Regions from separate parts of the Sus scrofa genome. Here region 2 is linked to region 1. Evidence: chromatin contacts called from public HiChIP or PLAC-seq data. All regions are on one chromosome and are shown on one strand. The core of a region is the stretch at or near the end of the contact, and the rest is flanking DNA. Distances in the headings are between cores, read along the strand shown.

Region 1 (5,889 bases), core at 1,157-3,656:
GCGGGGCAGAGGGCACGCATTTCCAGGTTGGCTCTCTTGGTGCAGATAAATGAACAATCCTTCAGAGGGGTTTCCCAGAGGAAATCAACCCCACTCCCATTTCCAATGTGCCTGGGGGTGTGGGAAGGCAAGGGATTCCAGACTCAAGTCAAATGTCTGAAAACCAAACCAACAGTGCCTTTCACACGAGAACCATTATCAGCCCTGGTGGGGGGCTAAGCCTCCTTCCCCTGAGCTGGAAATGCGGCATCAGGCTTATCAGTGCGGGGGCGTAAATCCGCGGGGTGGAAGTGTCCATCGGGCTTCCTGGCTGGGGCTGGGCTGTCTGATGGAAACCATCTGAGCCTGAAAAACCAAATGTTTGTCTTTGCTCCATTTGTCCTGGAGCTCTGGGATTTCTTCTGGAGTGGCTAGTGCCCCAGGCTCTTCCTCTGTTTATTTTCTTTGGTTGTTTTCCCATAACTGGTGGATGTAGGAAGCAGTTAGCCCATGCCTGGTTGGCTGGAAAAATGTAGAATACAGCCAATTAGAGCCAGCCTGTGAAATGCTGGGCTTTGAGAAGCACAAAAGAAAAAAAATATATAATAAAAAGGAAAAAACCATTTCCTCATGGTCCATTTCTGGTCCCTAAGGGTCCACCTTTAGGTGTTCATTCCTTTGAGTTACATATTGACCATTTAAAATGCAAGCCACTGATACATGTAATCATTAAACTGAATGATTTTGCCTGCTTGCTGAAAAGTCAAAAGCTTCCCAGATAAAGACCAAGATAAACCTTCTATATCAACCAACCAGAACCATCTCCCCAAAAGGTCTTCTTCCCACCACTGGCTCTTTCACCGCTTCTCTCAACGCCCAGAACACGTCTCTTTGAACACACGCGATTCAATCCCTGCAGATCACTGAAAGCCCAGCGCAAGTGCTCCCCCTCCTTTTGCGCCTGCTGTGAATGACACGTCATTCGTCCCACGTCCCACTCATCTGACTTGTCTGGATTAGGAATCTGAACGTGAGCCAATCCTGCCCGGCTGTTCAATAGTTAAGTAGAGTCTTAGACAAGTCACAATCCATGTGCGCCATGGCTTCCATAACTGTATGAGTATGCTGGGGGCTAACCAAGATAATCCACGGGAAACAAGCAAAGTGTTATTATTGTCTGTCTCCCCGACTAGAAAGCAAAGGGCGCAATGGTCGGGAACTTTGTCTATTTTGTTTTCTTTGTTCCTCCATCCCTAGAACAGGACGGGCACAAGGCAAGTACTCAATAAATATTTTGGGGGGGCCGCACCTGAGGCATGTGGAAATTCCTGGGCCAGGGATGGAACCCATGCCATGGCAGTGACCTGAGCGCTGCAGTGGCAATGCCAGATCCTTAACCCGCTGTGTCACAAGGAGAATCCTTTAATAAATATTTTAAAATCAATGAATAAATAACAGCCAATATTTATCGAGTGTTTACTAGGTTCAAGAAGTCTTCTAAACTTGCATGTGTTTTATTTATGGACTATATAGAACTAATAGAATGAAGAGTGAGATTTGGGGCAGGGGGTAGTATGCCCACAGCATGCAGAAGTTCCCAAGCCAGGGATCAAACCCAACGTCACAGCTGTGACAAATGCTGGATCCTTAACCACTAGGCTACCAGGGAACTCTAAAAGTAAAATACTTTTAGATTGCAAGTGCCTCAAGGATTTGGGCACTCAGTATTAGCTCAAAGATTGATTGAAGGAAAGGATGCTTGAAGCAGAATGAATTTGCCAGGCTGCCTTCCATCATAACACAACAGACAAGTAGCTGGCAGTGTAAGATCTTAGATGATGGGTTTTGCTTGGGGGAGAGAGTGAGCATAGGCATTTCCTGCTTCACAGACCTGTCCTTGGATGGATGACCCCTTAGGCTCCGGCCTTGATTTCCCACAGGTCCTGGTCTATGACTGGATACCTGCGCTGTCAGGACGCAGCACAGCAAAGAGCAGGTCTCCTGGGGGAAGACTAGTTCTAATAAAAGTCTGGGATGGGTTGGGCTAGAGGGACTGAGTCCTGATCTCCAAAGGCTGGTCCAAGAACCTGGATCTTTTCTTTCTCTCAGGAATCAAGAATGAAAATGCCAACTGCCAGGCCATACAAGCAGCTCTTTTGTATTCCTTGGAGAGAAATGTGATGAACACGTATGGAATTTTCTCCTGGTGGCATGTACGGGGAAGGGATATGTCATTGGCCAGAGAAGGTCAGACCTCACTATGGGCTAAAGGATCTTTGCGTCTATTAGGAAATGCCCAAGGGATGTGTTTGGGCGGTTCCTCTAGTTGCGTAATTCGATTTCTGGATGAAGAGCCTAGGTTCCGGCGTCCAGGGCAAAAGCAAGAGCAAGGCTGACGCAGTGGGGAGTTTGTGACTGTGCTGAAACAGGCCTTGGCTGCCGTGTTGTAGAACAGACTGTCCCAGCTGCTTCCCAGCCTGGGTGGAGAGCCTCCTATTTCTCCCCAGACCTGTTTACACTGTGGCTTCTCTCCTGCTTTGTTTCTGAGGACTCTAGAGAGGCCAGGGGAGACAGGGGTGTGCAGCAAGGGCCTGGGGCATCTTCAGAAACTTGACTCTTCCCCCACCCTCCTGTCCCATGGCTGGCGGATTCAGGGCTTCAGGCTCAGCACATATCACCTGGGACATCAGGTAAAACAAAGAAATGTTTGTTTCTGATAAAGAGTTGAATGGATGAATGAAACCTGGAACAGAAGCAGGTCTCACAAACCTCATCTCTGGTAATCTCAAGATTAGGAACTGAGATCCCCAAAACGAGCCACTTCCAGGCAAACTCCAGAGGGCAGAACTTTCTATGAAGTCATCAGGGCTTACCCTGTACCAGTTGGAAAGAAAGACCTTCCTCATCCAAACCCTGAGCACCAACCCATCCCCCAGTAAGGACAGTGGGATAAATCACTGAGTTACTAGCTAGTTTCCTGCTCCTCACACCCATCTTTGCCCAATCCTCACCTAGTTCTGGCAGACAAGCAGACCCTTTATGAGAGGAATTTGCAGGGCAGAAAACAGAATGTTTTGAGGTCAAAGGCATCAAACACTGAAGAGCGTTCCCTAGATGTCCCGAGGAGGGGAGAGAAAATAGGGAATAGAGTATTTTATTTCAGAATAAAACGAAGAGGTTCAGCTTGCACCCCCTCCCTCCCAGACAGCACCCTGAGGGCAAAGCCTCAGAAGAAAACGGGGCCAGGATCACAGCGGGTGGGGTGCCCGGAGGGCTTCCGGATCAGCCAGGAGTCACAGACCCAGGTGGGCCTGGATCAAGTGCCACCCACCTCTGAGGACCACAAAGGCCCTGATGTTCCTGTTCAGAGCCACAAGAGCCTCAGGTTTTGTTTGTGAGTAACCCGTGATCCCTATGGGACAGTGAGTTGGAGCTGAGTTTTCATTTGATTGAAATAAATTAAACGTGTTATTTCTGGCACACCTCTGCTGCGGCCTGCGATTCACACCTGTTACGTAAGGAAGCAGCTCCTTGATTTTTTTGCCTCCACCTCCGATGTCTAAGGACCCCACGGGTTTGTGGTGGGTTGAATCAGGGAACTGAGAGACTGGCTGGGTGGGGGGTGGGGAGGTAGAGCTCAAGGGTCTAGAAAATCCTCTGGAGTGAGCCCGAGGGTCTCTTTCATCCAGACCCCCCCTTGCTGCCTGTGGTGTGGACTGGAATTCTCAGCATCCTGATTAGGACAGATGTGAGGTCCCTGCCGGTCTGGAACTCTTGTGCCTCGGGAGGAGCCAGGCTGGGTGCTCTGATCTCCAGGGTGATGGGTCAGGTGGGAACAGGGTGGGCTGGGGGAGGGTCTCACTCTACCTCCACTGCCCGGTCCCTAGGAAGTCAACAGCTATCGGTTTCTGAAATTTTGTTGTAACCAAGTCATTTCAGCACCAGGGACCAACCGGAAGAGGGGTGATCTGGTCTCTAAATGTCAGACAAGGTCAGGAGCAGCCGCTGCGGAGAGCAGTTAGAGGCCCTGCGGTCAGCTGCCTCACAGGGAGGAAGGCAGAGGGACTGGCCATGCTGCAAGGGCCCCCACCTGTGTCAGTTTCAGGCTCCACCAAGCCGGGTCTACCCTTGAGAGAAACACACCACATGCCACACTTAAGAGACCCTCAAACGTCCTGCTCATGAATCAGCCCTTCAGGCTTCGGCCCCACCGCCTTCCTTGCTCCAGATCCCTGCCAGGCTGCCAGGGCAGCCTGGGACGGGGCCTCAGGCCACTGCCTGGATTTGCCTGGATTCCCAAAAGAGATTTGCTGAAACCTTGTACAGAACGTTGCCTGCATTACCTTTTACTCTCAAAGCAACTTGTGCAGCAGAGAGGAAAGTAAAAGTTAATTAAGCCACTTCATCCAGAACTGAAAGGAGGTTTAATGTTCCACCTGCAGGAAATTGTCCGGGTGGAGACCAAAGGACCACACAGGGTCACTCGCTTCCCTGGACCCCTCCGTCTGTCTTGATGATCCCACCACGTGGCGGCATTTACGGCCTTCGCCCCGAACACCGACGTGTTTATCTGCGTGTCTGCTTCGGTAAATTCACCGGGCGAACAGTTGTTTGTCACTGTGTGTTAAGTGCTAGGCTGGGCACGTTACATGGACAGTCTCATCTCATTCTCCCCAAACTCGCTGTGATGCGTCCTGTTGTTGTTAGGGGATCCCTGACTGAAACCCCCACCTTGGCCAGACACAATACTAATAACCACTTGTATGAGTTGTCTTACAACAGAAGCCCCGATAAGGAACAGGGGGCTGCCCCCCAAAACCAACTGGGAGAATTCAAGAGGGGCCCATAGGAGGGGGGAGATGCCCAGCCGCCTGGGATCCTTGGCGCTGGACTCCATCCTGGCTGAGAAGCGCGCATACCGCCAGGAAGGACCTTGAGCCGACCAAGTACCGGCCGAGCAAGACGACTGGCCAGAGACAAATGGAAACTAACCCCATTCCCATAAGACCTGAGACTGCGAGCCACGTGGCAGAGCCATTCGCCCGGGCTCCCTGACCCTGCTGCTCGCTGCGCGGGTGCCCTTGCCCAGTAAAGTCTTTTGCTTTATCAGCACATGTGTCTCCCTGGACAATTCATTTCTGAGTGTTAGACAAGAGTCCATTCCTGGGTCCTGGAAGGGCTCCCCCTTCCTGCATCATTATGATGCCCATTTTAGAGACTGGAAAAAATGATTCTCAGAAAATATTCTGTCATCAGCTGTGTGGGTTTTTTTTTTTAATGGTCCCACTTGGCGACATATGGAAGTCCCCCAGCTGGGGACCTACATCACAGCCACGGCAATGCCGGATCCTTTGACCCACTGCGCCAGGCTAGGGATGGAACCCAGGCCTCCACAGTGACCCAAGCCACTGCAGTCAAGTTCTTAACCCACTGCACCACAGTGGGAACTCCGGAGTAGAACTAGAATCTTGAGTTTGATCCTCTCCTTTTTTCTCTCTTCAGAGACATATATGTACACGAAAACATTTCACATGCAGACGCTTTGCCATGTAACGCATGAGGGCAGGGAGAGGATTGTGTATTTCTTTAAAATCTCAGAATGCCACAAAGAACATTCTACAGATTTTTAAAAACAACCAAGGCTCAAAGGAGTTGAGTGATTTGCATGGGATCGCTCAGTAAGTAATTTAAAAAAAAGTACTAGATCTAGAACTGCTCACACACAGCAAGTTAATCAAGAAGTACTAGGTCTAGAATATGTGTCCTAAGACTCCACCTCTCACAGGGCTATGGGCTTGGGAGCTAGCATTATCTCCGGCCATCAGATGAGTGAATTAATGAAAGAAGCCAAAATGAATGTATGCCTGGCGGGTAATTTATGAATTCGCTAAAGACCATCCCAGCCAGCTC
Region 2 (5,889 bases), core at 1,391-3,890, 330 kb after region 1:
TTGTGTGATACTTTAGAGGGTTTTGGTAAGAATGCTAAGATAACAGCAGAGAAGACAACTCACCTTCACCGCCTGACTCTTGGTATTGATAGGGGGGTTTTTCAGAGCTGCCTGTAGGGCAGCTGTCATGTTTCCTGTGAAGGAGGTTAAGGGATATAGCAGCAAAGGGCAGCCCTCAGGAAAGCACTATGACTCCCAGGAACCAATGGTTCTTCAGATTTGACATTATGCATCAAAAGAAAAGTACTAAAGTCGCTATGCTTAATACTGGAAAATTCAGCATGTTGGTTGCAAGGATGTCAATCAAAGATAAAATACTGAGGAAGAAAAAGGGAGAACAACACATTTTTTAAAATCAAACAAAAACTGTTTCATCCTTGGCGCTAATTATTAATTGAACACCTGGATAATCTTCCATTTGCCAGGAAGACACATGTGCAAACCATTATGTAGTGATCATTTTTAAAATTCTAAAATATATACCAGAATTATTTGGCCCCCAAATGAAACATCCTATCCTCAGCCAAAATATGTCCTTTTATGTGACTCTAACTGGAAAAATAAAGACCAAACTTTAACTAGAATTATATTCTATATAATGAAATGCTAACAGAACGTGCTGGCAGATCACTCTAGCAATCTGAATGATATACATTAGCAATCTCCCAATACTGATGACAAGAGGCATCATAAGAAGATATAGCAATTCAATGACCCTTAGGTGTCAGCTTAATTTTTCTCTTTTGGATGTTTGCTCTCACAGTTCATAAAGGTCATTCAAACTACCTTAGGCCACACCTATTACATTTAGTCTCACTTGAAAGCACCAGTGAGTTAGCAAGTATGAGAAACAGAAGGCCAATCAGACTGTCAGAATGTACAGTTATTTCCCTAAAAGGAAAACCACAGAGTTCTCTTGTTCCTCCATCTGTGGTGCCTGATAGGGCTTGTCTCTTCTTGTAACAAGAGTAGAAGAGACAGTAAGACAGCATCTTTACATTTTAAGATGAACTGATTTAAAAAGCAGATCCACTCTGTGGATACAGCAGTACCATTTAAGAGTCATCATCGTTATCTAAAATGTTAGTCTCATGAAACATCATTTTTTCATCACAAAGAATGTTTTTAGACAGACATCATTTATATTCTGAAGGAAAAGGTCTGACCAAAAAAACTATGGTTGTTGGTAGACTGTTATTTTCAAGGCTTAATGGACTTCTAGAGAAGCACGCCTTCTGCAGACTGGTTCACTTATAAGACCCCAAACACTGAAGTATTTAAATAATGCAAAACAGCAACAGCTGATTGTGAAAGTCAGAGAAATCAAAGAAACATCTGTATGTTGACAAATGTTTAATGCTGTACTTTAGGTGCCTCTAAGACCAGCTGTGGTTGTGACCAAATATTTTCGCTCATATATTTCCACGTTGAATTTAATAGGACACTGAGGCGGAAAGAGTCTAAAAAGCCTTCCTTACCTTATGAATACACCCAAGGATAATGAGAAATGAGTGGGTCAGTAATTGAGAATCTTTGAAACTACAGCTTTGGTTATTGTAACATTTACATTTTCCTAAAAAAGATCTGATGCCAATACTCCCTCAAAGTCATGAATATTCAAATATGCAAAACCAAAACCCAGGAACTGACAGACACATTTTAACTAAAAGGGAAACGATTCCAGGATTACAAAATGCTTCTGTTTTGCGCAAATGATTCATTTTCTTCTATTTTATTCATTGGGGTTTATTTTAAATATTTCCAGGGATTCTCCACATGCATTCCCCGTCTTCTTTCTACTGTCCTTTGCTTAACAGGTAAAAAGCTCCCAGATTCTTTCTGGGGAGCTGCGGTGGTTTTGCACTCACTCCCTTTTCCCCAGGTAAAAAATTCTGTGCAATCTATATTTTGCCAAATCCCTGTCTCCTAAAAAAGAGCCCCCGGACTGGAAGGACGGAGGGGGCCTCAACCCTGCAAACCGCCCCATCTCTGCTGGCAGGAAAGAATCTATCCTAATGCTGCCAAAACAAAACCACTACCACGATGAAAACAAAATCACTGAAGAAAGACGCCTGTTCTCTCAATCAGACTCGGGAGCTAATGAGACCCGGGTAAATACCGTTCTGGGAGGACAACTTAAGCGCCGCGCAGCAGTCCGACTGACCAGCTGCACCGCCGCGAGGGCGCGGCCGGCCCCGCGGAATTCCCGGAGGCGAGAACTCCTGGCGCAACCTGAGGAATCCGGGGAGTGGACGGCGCGCCGGAAGGGCAGGTTCCCGAGGGCTGGACCCTGGGGTCTCGGGGCGAGTCGGTAGGAATGGGAGAGTCCCCTGCCCTCTGAGAACCCGTGACCCCCAAAGAGACCGGGTGGAGCCGTGGGCACTGGGAGCAGCTCCGCGCCCGGCTCCCGGCCGGGGCCCGCCCCCCTCACCCCCTGCCCGCAGCGGGTCCCGGAAGAAGGGCCAGGTGGGGTGGGGGGGCGGCGAACAGAAGGATATTGCCGCAGGCAGGAGTCCACCTCGCCCTCGTCGGGCCCGGCCTGCCCGTCGCCCCCGTCTTCCTCGTCCACGAACTTGTTCTCGTCGTACTCATCCACGTCTACCTTCCGGAACCGGGCCGACGACACCGTGTTCTTCGACATCCTCGATCCGGACCGGCGGCCAAGGCCTCCCCTCGGTGCTGCCTCTACCTTAGCAAGCCCAACCCGGCTGGCACCCGCAGACTGCCGCCTTCACTTCCCTCTTCCGCTCAGAGGCGTCGGCCGGCAGCCCCGGCCCGGGTGGTTCTGGGCCTGCGCGCTGGCGGCGCCTCTTCCTTCTCAGGAACGCGCTCTCCTCCAACCCTCCTCCACCACCCCCACGGCCCCCTCCCAGCCCGGGAGCGCAGGAGGGAGGGAGCGCGCTGGACGCAGTGCGCAGGTGCGGACTCGCTGCAGGAAAGGGGCGGGGCTGGGTGAAGGAGGCGGGGGCGGGAGGGGGCGGGGCAGGGGAGGGCAGAAAGCGGCGCCGCGGGCAGAGGTAAGAGGCGATTGGGCGTCCACGTGCGTCACGTGATCCCTGGGGGGTTTCCATAGAAACGCTTCTCTGCGGTCCAGCCTAGGGGGTCTTAGGTTGGCGGCGATGGGCTCGGAGGGCGGGTGGCCTTGGCTTGTGCTGCCACTGCCGCCGCCAACGACCTGCCATCGGTGTCCTGCGTAAGGTCCGGCTGGCACGGACTTGCCTGTGAGGTGGGATGGACTGGTTGCCGGACCAAGTCCCCTGCAGTTGACAGGAGTATGAGGCGGAGTGATGCACGCCCAGTCGCCCAGCATCGTTCTAGTTGTCAGAGACGTCGCTTCAGACCGTACGCCGACTGTGGCTTCGTTCCAGAGCCGGGAGCCTCTTTTTCGCGATTGGAACTACGCTGTGCGGCCAGCGGGGAGTCCCCAAGGACAGAGTCGAAAGGTCATATCTTATCTGTCAGTGCTGTGTAACAGCATCTCGACTGCACCTGCAGAATCCGAACTAGGTATCATAACCTTTGGGAAGGAGGGGGAGGTGTCTGGGCAGGGGCTGGGGTCTCGTGACAAGACTGGGATAAACCTGTGGAATTTGGGGTAGGGTCAGTCATTGACATCTTAAAATAACTGGTTGTTTGGAGCAAGAATGTTAGAAAAGAGTAGGGGCGAGTTACACTCTTTTGACGCCGAGGGAAAACAAAATGTGTAAGGATTAGTGGAAACCAAGCCTTTAAAATTTATCTTTGCCGTTTAAGATTTATATGATCCCGCTAGGCCAGCTTTTTATTATATTTGACATCCCCATTTCTGAGAGCAAAGCTCTTATTGAGCAGGTAAAAGCACTAAAACTGAGGGAATGGTTGTTGGGCTATGTGTATAGCACTGAAGTAGAAGTATTTGCAGAATAAAATTATTTTGGACATTTGTCAGGTCTAGTTTAATTCCACCTCTAGCAGAGGGCTGGCTGTTGCCCTGTTAAACCTCAATAGTTCGTTTCCTGTGCTGTAATTGAAAAGAGTACTGGGCTTAGAATCAGAGAACCCTGGCTTGAGTCCTGACTCTTCCTTGCACTCATAATCTATTGATTGATGCATACCACTTAAAATTCTGAATCTCAGGTTCCTCATTGCTAAAGTGGGGCTAGTAATGTGTACTTAATAAGATTGTTCTGATGATTAGATGCAAGAATTTTTTTGAACCTCTAAAATTCTGCATAAATATAAGATGCATGTTAGCTGTACCATGGATTTGGTCAATCGTCTTATAAATTACTTAAAAATAATTGTTTTATGTTGCCCCTGAGAGAGATGGAAAGATTCTAGAAGGCAGAGACTGTCATATTTCTTTTGTATCTTCCTTTACACCTGACATAAATCTAAGCATGCAGAAAGTACTCAATATATTCAGGTACTCAGTTATTCATTGATGAATGAAGAAAATGTGAAAGGCTGTACAGTTTGAGGGTTACACTGAGAATAATGAATCAGAAAGAAGGGAAAGAGATCTCAAAGTCAAACCTTTGTTGGATATCTATGCATACATATGTGTGTATATATCTGTATCTATATCAATATGTATATATATGTAGGCATAGATAGAGAGCTAGCTACTCAGGAATGGAGTATATCCTTTTTTCTCATGAGGAAGAAGCAATATGGCATTTTTCTTTTCCCAATTAAAATATTCTTCTATAAAATTATCATTTAAGTGAAAGAAGTGACATTTATTTAAATTAACTCTCAAGTTATGAACAAACACACTATTAAAAACTCACCTGAGGGATGTCTTAAGACAGCAAAGGAAAATTTTCTACTTATCGGTAATATTTATTTTAAAAAGTCTTACATCAAGGTATCAGATCATTACTATGGCAAATGGCATTATATAACTTAGAATAAAGATTTGTTTTAATAATTTTTTCCTCAATTTCAATCTTCTGCTAACTTGAGTAAGAGCTAAACAGTGTACTTGTTTAAATGCTAAAGATGATTATGCTTTTTGTTCTTCTAAATCAAGATTTTCTTTGTAGAGGTAATTGAACATTAGAAGCACATTTGAGAGCAAATGGAAACAAGGATTAAAGAGCTAATATATCCCTTCTCTTACATTTCTACTCTTTTGTATTAGGGCTTATTCAGGAAATCTCTTTATTCTCTCTCTCTCTCTCTTTTTTTAGAAGAAAGAAAGAACACTAGAGTAGAAATCGACTTAGGGAAAATCTAATTGTTCAAAGTATAATTGCTTTGATTGTTCAGAATTTTACTCTATATGTTGAATATGTTAAATATAATTAATTCTCAGCCACATTAGGCATATTGCATTTAAGATACAATCATGTTAAAAACATCCTTTTCCAATGCAGTATTTTTTTTTAATCTCAAAATGATAAGTATCTAGTGCATGATAGGTAGTCACACCTTTCTGTCCAATGAATTGATAATCTGACAAGTTAATTTTGGAATCATATTTAGAGATTGAGGGTTTTTTAATGGCTGCATTAATTATCTCTCTACCTTCATTAGCTAATAGTTAAATATGAAGCTTTAGGGAAATGTGTGTGTGTATGTGTGTGTATGTGTAGAAACCAGTCCTTCATAATCTTTTAATTAGAAAATATAGTCTCTGCTTTCTTGTAAATTCCAAATTTTTAATGTTGAGCATAGCACTTAATTCATTTTAAGGAATAGTATTTCTCCTCTTTTAATTTTTCAAATGAGTGTTTATCCCTGAAAAGAAGGATCCATATGGTTTTAAGACTTTAAATTTATTGTGCAAATAACCTTGTTTGGTTTAACACTAAGGTAGCACTGAATCTGAATTTTCTCAGTAGTAGTATGTACCTCTTTTTCATTTTCTGGGATGATGTAAAGAATGAAGGTTTTAGTTAGAAA

Evidence for each region. HiChIP or PLAC-seq counts read pairs in DNA pulled down with a chosen protein or histone mark.
Region 2: a contact with region 1 is called in an H3K27ac HiChIP or PLAC-seq map of skeletal muscle, with 5 times the contacts expected there. The contact joins the promoter of ARPC5 here to the enhancer-like site in region 1. A contact is called at or near these places in 1 of 5 promoter capture datasets (liver), 17 of 47 Hi-C or Micro-C datasets (adipocytes, alveolar macrophages, embryonic fibroblasts and 10 more) and 2 of 2 datasets of contacts at active chromatin or transcription factors (alveolar macrophages and skeletal muscle).

What each region holds. Positions count from the first base shown.
Region 1 is chr9:124,512,090-124,517,978 of Sscrofa11.1, forward strand. All of the region lies in intron 11 of NMNAT2 (nicotinamide/nicotinic acid mononucleotide adenylyltransferase 2), which reads right to left. Among named protein-coding and RNA genes, the nearest start is that of LAMC2, 87 kb to the left of the region's middle. Within about 2 kb of position 2,407, at least 20 of the 83 cell types and tissues checked have an H3K27ac peak or open chromatin away from gene starts, as enhancers often do. A contact at or near this core is called in mesenteric adipose tissue, omental adipose tissue, retroperitoneal adipose tissue and 1 more, where this site is marked.
Region 2 is chr9:124,845,266-124,851,154 of Sscrofa11.1, forward strand. It overlaps ARPC5 (actin related protein 2/3 complex subunit 5), which reads right to left and starts at 2,641. Exons shown (of 4, transcript NM_001134357.1): 1 at 2,499-2,641; 2 at 64-136. The coding sequence starts at 2,641. RGL1 (ral guanine nucleotide dissociation stimulator-like 1) reads left to right here and starts at 3,093. Exons shown (of 19, transcript XM_003357576.5): 1 at 3,093-3,507.